2 separate regions of the Zea mays genome follow, and region 1 is linked to region 2. The links are chromatin contacts, called in public Hi-C maps. All regions are on one chromosome and are shown on one strand. The core of a region is the stretch at or near the end of the contact, and the rest is flanking DNA. Distances in the headings are between cores, read along the strand shown.

Region 1 (7,080 bases), core at 534-3,033, 200 kb before region 2:
GACTCGTTTATTCAGAACACATACCGCCATCTTTATACTAGGCTAGATGGCCTTGTTACCGCTAAGCTACTTTTGGCAGTAGTTTTGAATGAAAGCCAATCTCTTTTAGTTAGCCTTTTTTTTGCTCAAAAGAAAAATAAAACAGGCTGACGAAAAAAAAAAAGAACCCATAAGTCAGAAACAGCGCGCCCAGTTCGTTTTGTGGATCTGCGGTTGCCGATCGAATTTTAATCGAACTGTTGTGGCGCGCCACCCCATCTGATGTCTAGTCTAGTCGTCGTCAAGCTCAGCAGAATGCACGCCCGTTGATCTTTATTCAAAAACTGAGAGGTATACTGCACTATGCCAGAGGAAGCCTAATCTACTATATGACAAAACATGGTAAACCATCATAAACGAATAACAAAGAAAAACAATACAACTCGCGACATTGATAATGTCGATAAGGCTAGAATAGTTACTTGGTACTGCTGAGTATTTTTCACATACGGTACCATCCGATCTTGTCCTACGGAGGACTCATCTCTCTCTCTCTCTCTAAAACATATAGTAAAATTTGTCTAATAAATCAAATATGTGCTGGTAACATGTACGGAGTAAACCTTAGCATTTTTTTTTTGATTACATGTTTTTATTTTGTTTTCTGAACCGGCAGGAGCAGGAGACGCAGGCGTCGATAAGGACGGCTGGCAATGGCATGGCCAGCGCAGAAGGATCTCAGTTCCAGCGGAAACAGAGAAGCGTACTTGCTTGCAAGTTGAAACTTTGCAAGGATTTAATCAGGCCACGTGTTGAAACCATCGTCGTGCCTACGGATCAATGTCGTCCGACCCACGGTTAGACTAGCAGGACAGCATCCGTGCTGTACTGTACTCCCCTCCTGATCCTCTGGTGAACTTGGAACTTGCGAGTCGCACGAAAAGGGCAGATGGAAGGACACGGTGGGTCCACCTCGTGGTCTCCCGTCCACGTAAACAATTATTTAACTGGCTGGTCAATAGTGTTGTGCTTAACGGTTTTCATCACATTATTATTATTATTATTAAACCTGACAGCTCTCATTATCGCTGTACTACCCTTTTCCTATTAGATTGATCGCCACCATTAAATATATTTGACTGGGGATTAAAATGCTGAAACGGTAGCCTGCAGATAAAAAACCCTGCGGGGGATCGATACGGCCATGCAGCCCATCATTAGGAAAAATCTGCGTACAGAAAATTAACAAAGAGTATCGAAGGGAATGCATTATGGGTTGCTTAATAATTCTATCCATCCATCCGCCCGTCCGTTCGTTCGTTCGAAACACATACCGTATCGGACGGCCATTTGCAATCGTTTTTCACCTGTTCGCGACGAACAGTACAACCAAGCTAGCTAGCTAGCCTGTTGTGCTGTGCTGTCCACATGCAACTGCCGTTTTCTTGACTGGCTCCAGATCCTTGGAACGCGTCCACGTCTACGATCCAATACACAAGCATGCATCAACCTTTGCTCATAAATATCTCAAGAGCGTCGCGCTCTGGGGATGGGCAAAAAGTGTGGACGCTCCGTGTACTAGGCGGTGTTCACTGAGAAAATTGGGCGACATTGCAATGGACAAGTTCCACAGTCGACGACATACTGTATCTGTATGTAGGGCGCCACACCGTTCAAGACTGCAACTGCACGTACCTTTCTCACAGACCCCACTTGCAGCCGGAGGAGCCTACTTGGGGCCCACCTCGCGAAGGGGAAAAGCCGAAAAGAAGAAGAGAAGGCGGCTCAACACATCAAACCCAACTCCCCGCACCAATTCCTTCCAAGTTCCTTCCAACTCGCTCCCAAATCCAGACGAGAAAAAGCTCCGCGTCTGCGGTTTGATTGCGCTCGCGCCCCTTCCGAATCCTCTCGCCACCCCCCGCCGTCATGGACGACGACCACGACCACGACGCGTCGTCGCCGGCCGCCGGGGAGCGGTGCCCGTGCTGCTCCTCCCCCTCCTCCTCGCCGGCCGTGCCGTGGCGGCGGTCCGTGAAGCGGAAGCTGGGCGCGGAGAAGGGGGAGGAGGGCGGGGAGGCGGGGCCCACGGCGCGGGTCGAGGCGGAGGACGAGTGCGCGGCGCTGCGGGAGGCGGTGGCGGCGGCCCAGTCCACGGCGTCGGCGCTGCGGGCCGAGGTCGAGGAGGAGCGCCTCGCCGCGGCCAGCGCCGCCAGCGAGGCCATGGCCATGATGCTCCGCCTGCAGCGCGACAAGGCCGAGGTCCAGATGGAGCTCCGCCAGTTCCGCCGCTTCGCCGACGAGAAGATGGCGCTCGACGCCGCGGACATCGACCAGCTGCGCGCGCTCCTCGCCCAGCGCGCGCGCCGCCTGGTGCGCCTCCGCGCCAGGCTCCGCGAGTACAGGCGCCAGTTCCTCCACCTCGGCATCCCGCTCCCCGAGGGCGAGGACCTCCTGTTCGCCCAGACCGCCGCCGAGGAGGAAGAGGACCTACTCCTCCTCGAGGGCGAGGACGGCTACGCCGATGGCGATGGCGATGGTGATGGAGGGTACTACCCTCAGCTCCGCTGCAACGACGGGGAGTACTACTACGAGGACGAGGAGGAAGAAGATGCGGTTGCCCTCGATCTGGAGCGCCGGATCTGCCGCCTCGAGCACGATCAGGAAACTCCCCTGCTTGAGCCACCCCTTCAGGAAGACGAAGAGGAAGGCACCCACCTCTACACAGAAGAGGCGTTGCCGGACTTGTCTGGGCATGAGCAGGGTGGCCTCTATGCTGATGACATGTTATCTGTGGACGGTGTGGAAGAACTGAGCGACCTCCACAATGACGATGAAGAGCTGCCAGAGTCTCCTACTGCTGGCCGTGGTGATAGGGTGGAAGCAAGCGAGGCTGATGGTGTTGACAGTGGCAGTGATAGGGTATACACCATTGACAAGGTGCATCAAGGTGAGTCTGCGCCTATTGCAAGGGTCATGGATAAGTACCAGGGTGAGGCGGTGGAGCCAGACATTAAGAAGCTTTACATGAGGCTGGAGGCACTGGAGGCTGATAGGGAGTCGATGAGGCAGGCCCTTGTGGCAATGCGCACAGAGAAGGCACAACTTGTTCTTCTTTGTGAGATTGCGCAGCATCTTGCCAAGGATGGAGTTCCAGCTGGGGTGGGGCCAGGTGTACACCGTTCCCCTAGAAAACGAGCAGTTGGGATTGTAGAAAGGAGATTCACGGAGGACAAGAGGGTGGCACTCCTCAAGACATATTCCGTGGTTGCCTTGTTTAAGGTATGTTGCTTGTTTTACTGGTAGGATACTGGCTGTGCAAAACATTGCAAGATTTTGCTGGAGATCGCCTCCATTTAGTAGATTATTAATACCGTGTGGTCTATTAAGATCTAAGTTACGATGGTTGTGTGCTGATTTAGTATAAAATCACTTGTAGATTCATTCATTTGATCAAACTAGGATGCTGCTATCTAATATCTATGACCTTTCCAGCAGATATTTGAGCATATTTAGGAATTATTGTTGTAGAATGCATAATATTGCTGTTGCTGCAATGCAGCATGTAGTTAATATGATTATCTATTTGCAACTGTTTTCTTAGTTTATTTCATTAGGGGCCAAAGTAAGTTGGGAACTGTTATTTGCTTTACACAATATGAATTCAAGCCAGGTTGGTTCTGTGCAATATTAAATGCAGCACACCTGAGACTGTCCGCAGCGGTTCTCCCAAAATTTTCCCCTCTATTACTCTATATCCCCCTTCTCTTCTCCCTCCCACAGTGGTTTCTCCTAAATTATCCCCTATACCCCACTACAAACATAAAATATTATTTTTGCATATTTATTCATCACTCTATCTATTTTTCTCCAAATAAAAAATACCGATAGGCACATAACTCCAGGTAAGGGACCGGCTGCCGTTTCCCCGAATCTGGCGGTTCACTGTTTTCACCTCTTAAACTGTAGCGCGCAGGGGCCTGTTTAGTGTGCGGCGTTGCAGCTCACGCGGCACCCTAAACCCCTACAGGGCTAGGGGAGCGCGAGTCAGGCGGACGCTGCTGCAGCTAGCCTGAGCTCATCTATTCTTTACATCAACCAAGAGATAAATTTGGAATATCAGTCTCCATGGTTCTTGCTGACTGTGACTTATTTTATTGAAATTCATGTTGCTTATTGCTGTGACATAATTTCTTCCATATATATATATTTTTTAAGATAAGGCCAGAGGATAGCACTTTCAGAGTTCTGTTTGTAATTTGTTAATCCAGTTCTGCTCACCTTTAAGTAGGGGTGGTAATGGATCGCGATCCAAATGCTTCTTCACAAAATGATAGGGGCATAAATAAATTTTAGTTAAAAAATGAATAGAAATAGAGTCTGATCCTAATTTGATCCGATCCTTAAATCTTATAGTGTAAAATTTAGAGCCCATTGTCACCCCTACCCTTGAGCATCTGTTAGAGAAAAAGTACATGGCATGAGTGAAACTTAGAGGGTGTTTGTATGTGTGTTTAGGTGGCAGGGTGTGTGTGATTCCTTGCCACTCTTGATGTCATATAATTGTAGTGCTTGTGGCAAATGGCTTGCTGGTCAACCGTGGATTGCCAGACAATAAATGGCAAGTTGTGTACTTTCACTGTCCTAATTGCTTTTTGCTTGTACTGCCTGTGCCTATTTGTGGGGTGTGATGTTTTTTCTTCTGCAGTCACTTCTTAACCATGTGACCAACATACCATTAAAGCACTAACACATGAATATCTATCTACCTAGCATAAAAGTTGAGTAAAATAAAAACAATTAAATAAATAAAAACTGGATGTAGGCATTATTCCAGAAGAGTTTAATTGGATTGCTACATTACACCTCTACATAAATGTCAAATGTTCTTTAGACGTGAGCTCGTGCCGTGACATCCCTTTGTGCTTACACGGTCCTTCCTGTTCATGATGATAACCAAGTAGTCTATTCCCAAACCTAAGTATTTGTTGTTATCTTTTGCAGTGGGTCCTCACTTTATTTGGCAAGAAAAAGAAGCTATCTCAAAGCAGGTAGGGGACTTCAATTGGAATTCAGTTCATGTTATATACTTATTTTATCTGTAAAGCACGATGATATTGACTTCTTTTCCTACTTGGTTGATAGGTATACTTTTGGCTTATCAAGTAATAATGTTGGTTTGCTCCTACTCTTGGATAAGTGCCCACGGATCCAGAAAACCCTCATGAGAACAAAGTAAAACCTGCCGAAAAGAAGCAGCAGCAGCAGCTGTACAATGTAAATAAATAGCTGTCAGTTGGGAAGTTTGCATCGGATTGTTTTTTTTGTTAATGCTGGGTGGAGCCAGAGTTCTTTTGATTCTTTAGTTGATGATTTTCTGATTTCACATCTTTGGTGATGAGGATATGCGCGTTGGTCTTGCAATCGTTCAAGTCACAAAAAAGCTATTGCTTTGCTTCTTTCTCACCAGCAAGAGCTACAATGCATGTATAGTAATACACTGGTGGTTGGTTTACTTGCTTGCAGGTTGATGAGTGAATATTTATGACTTTTAGCTTACATGTCCAAACTGCAAACTTTTGTAAAAAAATGTTCCTTGTATTCAAATTAAATCTGTTTATGCTTGTAGCCTAGCGGTTAAGGACTTCTGAGTAGCACCTCCAAGACTTGAGTTTGATTCCTATTGGGATCGAATTTTCAGGCTTGGTTAAAAAAATTCCCTCGTTGTGCCCTATCCGCTCTCGGGTTGCGATGTCTTGTGTGCCATCCTTCGGTTGGGCTGTTGTAGAGTGGACAGTTGACGTCGACCCGTTAGTGATGGAGGGTCAGGGTTTAGAGATTTTTTCGGTCGGGACCATTGTTTCGGTCTCTTCTTATATGGAATACCGGGAGGATGGACTTTTTCCTCCCCGACTGGGTTTTGTATGTTCAGATTTGCTGGATTGGCAAATCTGTTAACCAGAAATTTGTGTAAAATTCCTGATCTGAACCGCCCTTCCAAAATATATGCAGGTGGAGCCAATACAGGTACGTTGTCTTTATGCTCACGCATTGACTGAAACCTGATATTAGCTGGGTGTGTTAGCCGGAAAATATCTCGCAGGACCTATGCTATGCATATCAGCATATCTGTACATATTGATTCTCTTGTAGTCTATATGTACACCCGCGGATGAGTTAGCTGAAGTTTTTGTGAAATTCTTTACCTGGACATCTGGCGCTTGTAAGCTTACATAAATAATAAATATACTGAATTTGTCTGTGAATGACAGATCCAGACGTCCAGTACAGGTAAGCAACTTACCATTGCACTACTTCAGCCGAGCCAGCAAACTATTTGGAATTTTGGATGATATATATACTTCAGTGTACCCACATGGCCACATGTATCCCAAAAGTGCTGTTTTGTTACATGATGTGGTCTGTACTTTAGACTTTCTATTATATTTAAGTAAAAAAAAACTCTCTCATCTCTCCACACACACAATGTCTCCAACCATTTTCCCTATCCAGTTTCTCTATACACTATAACTCGGTTATCTAACATTTTTTTCATTAGTTTTTCGACTCTAAAAAATCATAATCTATTCATACTACAGTAATGTATATTATTATCATGTTACAGAGCTTAAAAAGGTTAATATTGCAAAGAAATGAAATATTAAAGAATAGAGGGAGATTAGAGCTCACTCCATATATGGAGTAGCTATAGAGGCATTATGGAGGGGCAAAAGAAATGAAATAATTAAAAATAGAGAGATTAGAGCTCACTCCATATATGGGAGAGCTATCACCATAGGGTTGGAAAAGAGCCAAGCTCGGTGACCCAACAAGTCAAGTTCGGTTCGACTCATTTACATTCGGTGTGATTGGTTAGGTAGACGAGTGTGGCCTACCTCGTACGAGCTTGGCTCGTTGGAAGCGGACGCTCGCTGCGTACCTACGCATGCAACCGGGGGTGATCATTTTGTCCTCCGCTGTAGCTGTAGGGCTTGGCCTTGCGTGCACAGGTAAGCAAACAAAAGTGGTACTTTGGTCGATGCATCTAGAGAGTCTGGATAAGTAAACGCAGGCAACCAATCACACCGATTGTGATTTCGG
Region 2 (7,448 bases), core at 3,650-6,149:
TATGCATTAGAAGTAGCTCTAGTTTAGCTCTAGTTTAGTATTCCAATCCCCAAATTCTCCGCTTCTCTTCGGCTCTACGTCGATTAGAAGAGTCTAGGTCGGCCTGCCGAGCCTAGACATCACCTAGGATCTCTCCTCCCCGATGGGGTCCCTCCCGGGAGCGAGATCCAGGCGCCGCCCCCTGCGCACGCGCGGACCGTCCGGCCGTCAGGCAGGGAACCCAGGCCCCTGTTCCAGGTCGCGGACCGTCCGGCCCCTGGCCGCGGACCGTCCGCGCCTGTGCAGAGAGCACCGCCACGATTCGTATTGAGTGATTGGCGCCCCAAAAAGGCACCAACATACTTTTGGCGACTCCGCTGGGGAAGGTGTTTAGATCTACTAAAAATCAGGCCCTCAAATGGTCGGTTCTAAAGATCACACCGATATCTCCCCGGACAATATCCTAAAGCCGGCTGTTGAAAGTCTGACGACCGATGAGCAACAACAATACAAGGACTACATGTGTCAAGCGAAGGAGAAATTCTTATCACAATACACGGTGGATCGCCACCAGAAAGTTGTCAAACATGGAGAGACCGACGTCGCATCTCTTCTATCTTCGCTTCAAGTCCCCAACGTAAGTAAACCCGACGACATCCAATTTATTAAACAGTATGTAGATCATCAGCAGAATCAAATGAAACAACAGATTGGAGGGTTAGAAGAGTCAATTAGAAAATTAACGCATACGTTGGAGAAGTCTGTTGCTCCTAGTTTTCCATCATATGAGACTAGTAACAGGATATCTATGTCTAATACATCGGCAACAAATAGGGATTTGCAGCCCCAACCATTATATGGTATGCCGATGAACTCATATCCAGGGCAAGTACCACCACCGCCATCCCTGCTTGGCAGATCGGCGCCCCTGAATACGGTCGGACTGTCCGAGCTTCTGCCCGGACCATCCGGCCCATACGCGGACCATCCGGCTTGCTCTGCCGGGCAGTCCGGGGCCGCCCTAGGACCGCCGCCGTCCCTGCTTGGCAGATCGGCGACCCTGGACGCGGTCGGACCGTCCGAGCTGCTACCCGGACCGTCCGACCCTTACGCGGACCGTTCGGCTTTCTATGTCGGACAATCCGGGCCATACCAGGACTACCGCGTGGCGCCCCAATAATTGCGAACACGACCGGCCAGTTCGGATGTACCACCGTACAAACCGGATACACATATGCAGAACCTGCTGTTGCACACCATGCACCAAATTATTACACACCACAACAACAATATATTTCGTCCTCTACATATTTAAACCATAATGCACCATACAATCACAAACCGATCAACACTATCGATCGGTCACGGCAAGAAGGTCGGTATACTAATACCCGACCAAATGAGCCCCACAGCCCAGGATCCGGTGGTCTACCACCGGGTGCAATGGAAAAAATTAGGGAAGAGATGACTGAACTATTTCGAGATAAGTTCGGAGTTAATGTAGCCAGAGTAGGGCAATCATACCAAAAGCCATATAATCACCGGTTTGACACTGTCCCATATCCACAAGGGTCAAGGATACCGGAATTTTCTAAGTTTTCTGGTGAGAATGGGAGAAGCACATACGAACACATAGGCCAGTTCCTAGCACACCTAGGCAAATTGGCTAATGGAGAAGCATTTCGTGTTCGGTTATTTTCTTTATCCCTTACTGGTACCGCTTTTGCATGGTACGCCGCCCTGCCTCCTAATTCCATTAATTCCTGGAATGAGTTAGAAAATAAATTTCATGAACATTTCTTTGCCGGAGAATATGAATTAGGATTAGCTGACTTAGCTTCAGTCCGACAAGGACGCGAAGAATCGGTTAATGATTATATCCGGAGGTTCTGGGACACTAGAAACCGATGCTTTCGGATCCATGTTGCAGACAAAGAGCTAGCAGGGCTAGTTTTTAATGGGTTGCTATCCTACTTAAGAGACAAATTAGATGGAACCCAGTTCTTTTCGATAGCCCAGCTACATCAGCAGGCTTTAGCCTGTGAAAGCCGATTTAAAGAGACATCAAAATCGGCCGCCCGTACTATACATCTAATAGAGCGTGATAGTTCAGATGATGAATCCACAGATGTATATACCGCTGAGTTTATTTGGCCAACAAAGGCCAAATCTTCAGCATGTTCTTCCTTACAGCCGGTTCAAAAGAATCGGGAAGAAGAGATTAAATTTACCTTTAATGTTGCCAAATGCGATAAGATATTTGATGAGCTACTTAAAAATGGCAACATTAAATTAACTCATAATATCCCTCCTATAGATGAATTAAAGAGGCGTGCTTATTGTAAGTGGCATAATTCTTTTTCCCATGCCACCAATGACTGTAATGTTTTTTGTCGGCAGGTACAATCGGCCATAAATGAGGGCCGGTTGGCTTTTCAGGAGATGCAAGTGGACACACAACCATTTCCTGTTAATACAATAGATATCGCATGCAAAAAGATCTTAGTTCGGCCCGAAATAGCCGATAAAGGCAAAAGCAAAGACATCCTCATTGGCGATCCTCGCATATCAAATCTATCACAAAAAGAGATTGCTCGAAAGGCTCCGGACGATAAGGCTAAAAAGTCCGGAGGCACCGGGGGGCAAGCACAATTAATGAGCCAAGCACAATAGCCTGGCCTGAGCATCACGGACGGGCTGGCACATACGTGCGGACGGTCCGGTGCTCAGACAGACGGTCCGGCTAACTCTGCCGGACAGTCCGCCTATGGCCAAAGACGTCAGCCTCCACACAAAGCTTTAAAAGGGAAGGAGACGCAAGGGCAGAACACATAGCCGACCCTACTTTTGATCAGTTGCTCTCCAAGGATACTAGCAAGAAGACTGTTCTACGTGATCGGTCAGCGAAGAAACCCCGGTCACTTGCTAAGACGAAACGAGTAAACAAAACGGCCCGAAAGGCGACACAACAAGCATCGCCTATTCATCCTATGAGACTAGGGTACTTTCCACCCGTTTACTCATCATCGTTATATTATTCTGTTCAAACATGGAATGGTATAAAGATGAATCCATGGTACATGTATAGTCCCTTTGTCTATCCAGACTGGGGGGCACCTCCATTCTATTCCTTTTGATCCATTGACCAAATGGTCATGGCCGAGAAGGATACAATCTGAAACGGCCTTTATACATTGGTGCTTTATTGAATGATCTCCATGTTGAAAAGCCGATGACTTACATCAGGTTTAGTTCATATGCTTTTGGTTCATCAACCTTCACCAAAAGGTAGGGGGGCATATGTTGAACGCTAAAAAGAGCAGTGCGGACGGTCCGGCCCCGAGGCCGGACGGTCCGCGGTCCGGACAGTCCGTGGTGGTGGCGCGGACGGTCCGCGCGTGCGCAGAGTCAGTTAGGGTTCCTAGTTTCTCGCGGGATTTGTTACCTAAAACCGCGGGATTAACTCAGAAATCAGTTTGAAGCGGATCCAGACCTCCCCCTTTATATAGATGAAGGGCTACGGCCGATTGGACCCCCCAACAATCGATTAACTCAAGTCTATTTCTCGTTTTTACCTTATGCATTAAAAGTAGCTCTAGTTTAGCTCTAGTTTAGTATTCCAATCCCCAAATTCTCCGCTTCTCTTCGGCTCTACATCGATTAGAGGAGTCTAGGTCGGCCTGTTGAGCCTAGACATCACCTAGGATCTCTCCTCCCCGACGGGGTCCCTCCCGGGAGCGAGATCCAAGCGCCGCCGGCGACCTTCGCCGCCCCCTGCGCACGCGCGGACCGTCCGGCCGTCAGGCAGGGAACCCAGGCCCATGTTGCAGGTCGCGGACCGTCCGGCCCCTGGCCGCGGACCGTCCACGCCTGTGTAGAGAGCACCGCCACGGTTCGTATTGAGTGATTGGCGCCCAAAAAGGCACCAACACACATCAAATGGTGAAGGCATAACAGGAACAATGACAATCAAAACTAACAATTACTTCTAAATGCCATTGTAATAATATATTTTACCATTACAACAGATTTTTCATGGAGATCCACTTCAATTACCTTGAAGTCTCCCATGTTTGCACAATTGCACTACCATCTATATCCTTCCATTACTGAATGATGACAATCAGCATTAAAAAAGCTTGCAGACTGCAACAGTATTTCGACTTCAACTGCCTCGAGCCTGGAGGTATCTCATGCTCCCGTAATTGCACAATAGCCACTGCAGCTATACCTGTGCGCTACTGCACGGTCACTCAACAACCATGCATTGATGCACCCTTAAATAAAAGGCTTAAACAACTGCAATCCTACCACTGTCCACTGGTGGTTTCAAAATTTCTACCGAAACGCCAAATTGCTGGCCATCTCTGCGCTACCGTACCAAGTGCGAACTGTGAAAGCTGCCACCAAATGATTCGATTCGATTCGACCCAAAATCGTATACACGCAGAAGCCCAACGAAGCCACCGGCTCGCGTCGTCACATTCTCAAGCAGGCCATCCAGCCCCAGCCACTTGAGTGGTGAATTTCTGTTTCACTTCACCGCGTCAGTTTCAGTTTGGAGACAGAAAGGCAAGCTCAGCACTTCCAGTTTCAGTTGCACACATGCAGAGGGAGAAGCGGAGGGGAGGGGAGAAGATGGGGGCGCGTCCATCACCTGGTACGGGCTCGCCGCCGGCGTTGTCCTGGCCGTGGACGCCCCGGCAATGCCGCCGCCGCCTGGGAAGGCCGTCGTGATCTCGCCGAAGTGCATCGCCATCCGGCCGCCCCACGCGCCTTCTCTCTGTGTCTCTCTCTAATGCCCACGGCTTTGCTTTAGTCTAGTGGTATCGTCTCATCTCCTTGTGCTCCTCCGCCTTTCGCTTTTGCGGTGGTTGTGGCTTTCGCTTGCTTCGCCTGCTCTGCTCCGTCTCTCTGGATATCGGCGGGACCGGGAGAACTGGAGGAGGAAGTGGGTTCGTGGGGGGTGTGCGGGCACCGTCCGGTAGGGGTTGGTTGCCTCCTCTTCGCGCTGTGCTCGTGACCGTGTTGTGTCTCGTTGGCCTTGTGCTTGGAGCTCCCAGACGGGAAATTGAGGAGGTGAGCCTACCCTTGTACGGTGGACGCGGTGACGGTAATCGTGACTGGGCAAGACGACCGCGGAGCTCGTGACTTCTGACTTCGGTGGGGTTCTATAGGTGGAAGCCGTTGCACCGGTTACACGTCAGAGTGCTCGCTGCTGGCTGCTCGGCTCCCACTCCCAGGTGTCCAAGCTCTTTGCTGACACTGTTGCATTTCTTTTTTTTCCAAGGAAAACCGATTGGTATTAAAGTTACTTAGAATGAAACGGGAAATCATTTTGCACTCAAAAAAAATTACGGGACGAAGGGACAAGGGAGTGATGATTTTACTTAAAATTTAAGAAACAATACTAAGGGGGTGTTTGGTTTGTAGGGACTAATTTTTAGTCCTTACATTTTATTCCACTTTAGTTATAAAATTATCAAATATAGAAACTAAAACTCTGTCAATTTATATACTAAAATGGAATAAAATGAAGGGACTAAACATTAGTCCCTAGAAACCAAACACCCCCTAATTATTCAAGTGGTGGATCTGGTCGAGAACTTCATTAAAGCGATGCTTGGAACAGCTCCAAATGCTCTAAATCCTGAAAAAACAACAACTTATGAATACTTTTTCATCCAAACATCGGAAGCATGAATTCGAAATCACAAAAAAAAATCAAATTTAGAGACAGGTTTCGTAGATTTTCTGGTGCACCACAAGAGACGCTCTAAAAATCTAATGCCAGATCCAAATGTATGGTTCATTTGTTTTCTTTTCTGCGACTGTTTCGTCTGAGCTCGCGAGTCGCGACGCGACACCTTCCTCCTCTCTCGGCAGGGCTGCCTGTTCCTCTCTCTCGGCTGTCGCAGTCGCAGTCACCCTCGACTCACGGGCATGCGTGCGCGCCCGCCCAACTCTTCCCCGCGCTCTTCCTCTCTTGTTCATCGTGGCTGGGGCCGGCGTGCGCGCCCGCCCAACTCCTCCCCGCGCCTCTCGTCCGTCGCGACAGAGACCGCCGCAGCCCCTTGGCCGGCCCCAGCCTTTCCCGACGCGTGGTTGTGCGTGCCCGCTCGGCTCCTCTGCGGCTGTGGCTACCACGCGAAACTCCCCACGGGCCACGGCACGAGGGATGAAAGCAAGAAGATGAGCCTGACATGTGGCCCCGAGTGCACAGTGAGACAAAAGAGATAAAGCTTGCACTAATAGACTGTTGTTGGGCTACACCTGGCTCACTGTTGTGCTGATCCACGAGACGAGATTCACCGCGAAACTGTACCAACCAGTTTTTCACTGCCAATACAATCCTAGATCTAAGTAGAAGCTGATCCAAGGTGAATCTAGTGTTCGCGTTCTATTTTTTTTAGAGTTGAAGAGCCACTAAAATAATTTTGGACCACTTAGAGGCAAGTCTATGTCTCCATTGCAAACTTGCAATGATTAAGGCCATGTTTGGTTTCAATTAGTTCTAGGACTAAACTTTAGTCTTAGGACTAAACTTTAGTCCCTCTTTGTTTGGTTTTAGGGAATAAACAAATTCTAAAGTCATTAAATATACTGTCCAAAGACTCAAATACCCTTGAAATACAATGTAGAAAAAAAGTTAAAAAGGAAGCAACCGTACTGTTTACAACGATTGAAGAAGCAGTATGCCATACACCCAAATACACTACAGGTGCTGGTAGACGCTGGAACGCGAGGACACAAGGAAGGACGATCCTGGCGGCGGAAGATTGGGGAGGAAAGAGAGCCGGCGGCGTGGAAGGTTAGGGATAAAGGTAGATGAGGAAAAATCAGGTTTAGTCCCATTTAGCCACCCCTTAAGGGACTAGAGACTAAATTGGTTTAGTCCCTTCTTTAGTCCTTATGTTTGGTAAATTAGAGACTAAAAGGGACTAAATTGTAGGAACTAAAAATTAGCCCATGTAACCAAACACCCCCTAACTTCGCCCTTTGACCCTTTCCCACTGATAGTGCCCCCAGTAGGCACGGCACCCATGGAATCCAATGCACGGCAGGGAAAAGAAGACTGTCCATTGTTGTTAGGTCAGCTACATATATACTATGCACCTGTGGTGAAACACCTTGTCTATCCATTCCGCTGTCCTACTCAAGACATTGGAGTGGCAAAAAAGGCAAGAGGCACATGTTGAGAAATCAGAAGCAAAGCAAAAGGCTAGAAAAAGGTTGGTATAAGTGGGGTGGGCTTGCCTGGTAACTTTGCCGGTTTTTTGTAAATCAAGGAACGCATGATGGAATGGATTAAATAGCCCCGCGGAGAGGAAATGGTGGCTGGTCGCTGCTGGCCCATTGGATAACAGTCAAAGCCCATGACCACGAAGAGGCCCGGAATGTGGTAGTGGCTTGTGGCACACTTTCACCTCACCGTGCTGTTCCGTGTTCGCAAAGGCAGTTCTTTGATC

Evidence for each region. Hi-C and Micro-C count contacts between places; a contact is called where the count stands out from the background.
Region 1: a contact with region 2 is called in a Hi-C map of leaf, with 5 times the contacts expected there. The contact joins the promoter of LOC100275636 here to the promoter of LOC100275597 in region 2. A contact is called at or near these places in 5 of 25 Hi-C or Micro-C datasets (bundle sheath, ear, endosperm and 2 more).

What each region holds. Positions count from the first base shown.
Region 1 is chr1:266,553,888-266,560,967 of Zm-B73-REFERENCE-NAM-5.0, reverse strand. It overlaps LOC100275636, which reads left to right and starts at 1,783. Exons shown (of 3, transcript NM_001149683.2): 1 at 1,783-3,261; 2 at 4,984-5,030; 3 at 5,125-5,578. The coding sequence starts at 1,909. The coding sequence ends at 5,218.
Region 2 is chr1:266,359,126-266,366,573 of Zm-B73-REFERENCE-NAM-5.0, reverse strand. LOC100275597 reads right to left here and starts at 4,899. Exons shown (of 3, transcript NM_001149647.1): 1 at 4,637-4,899. The coding sequence starts at 4,738.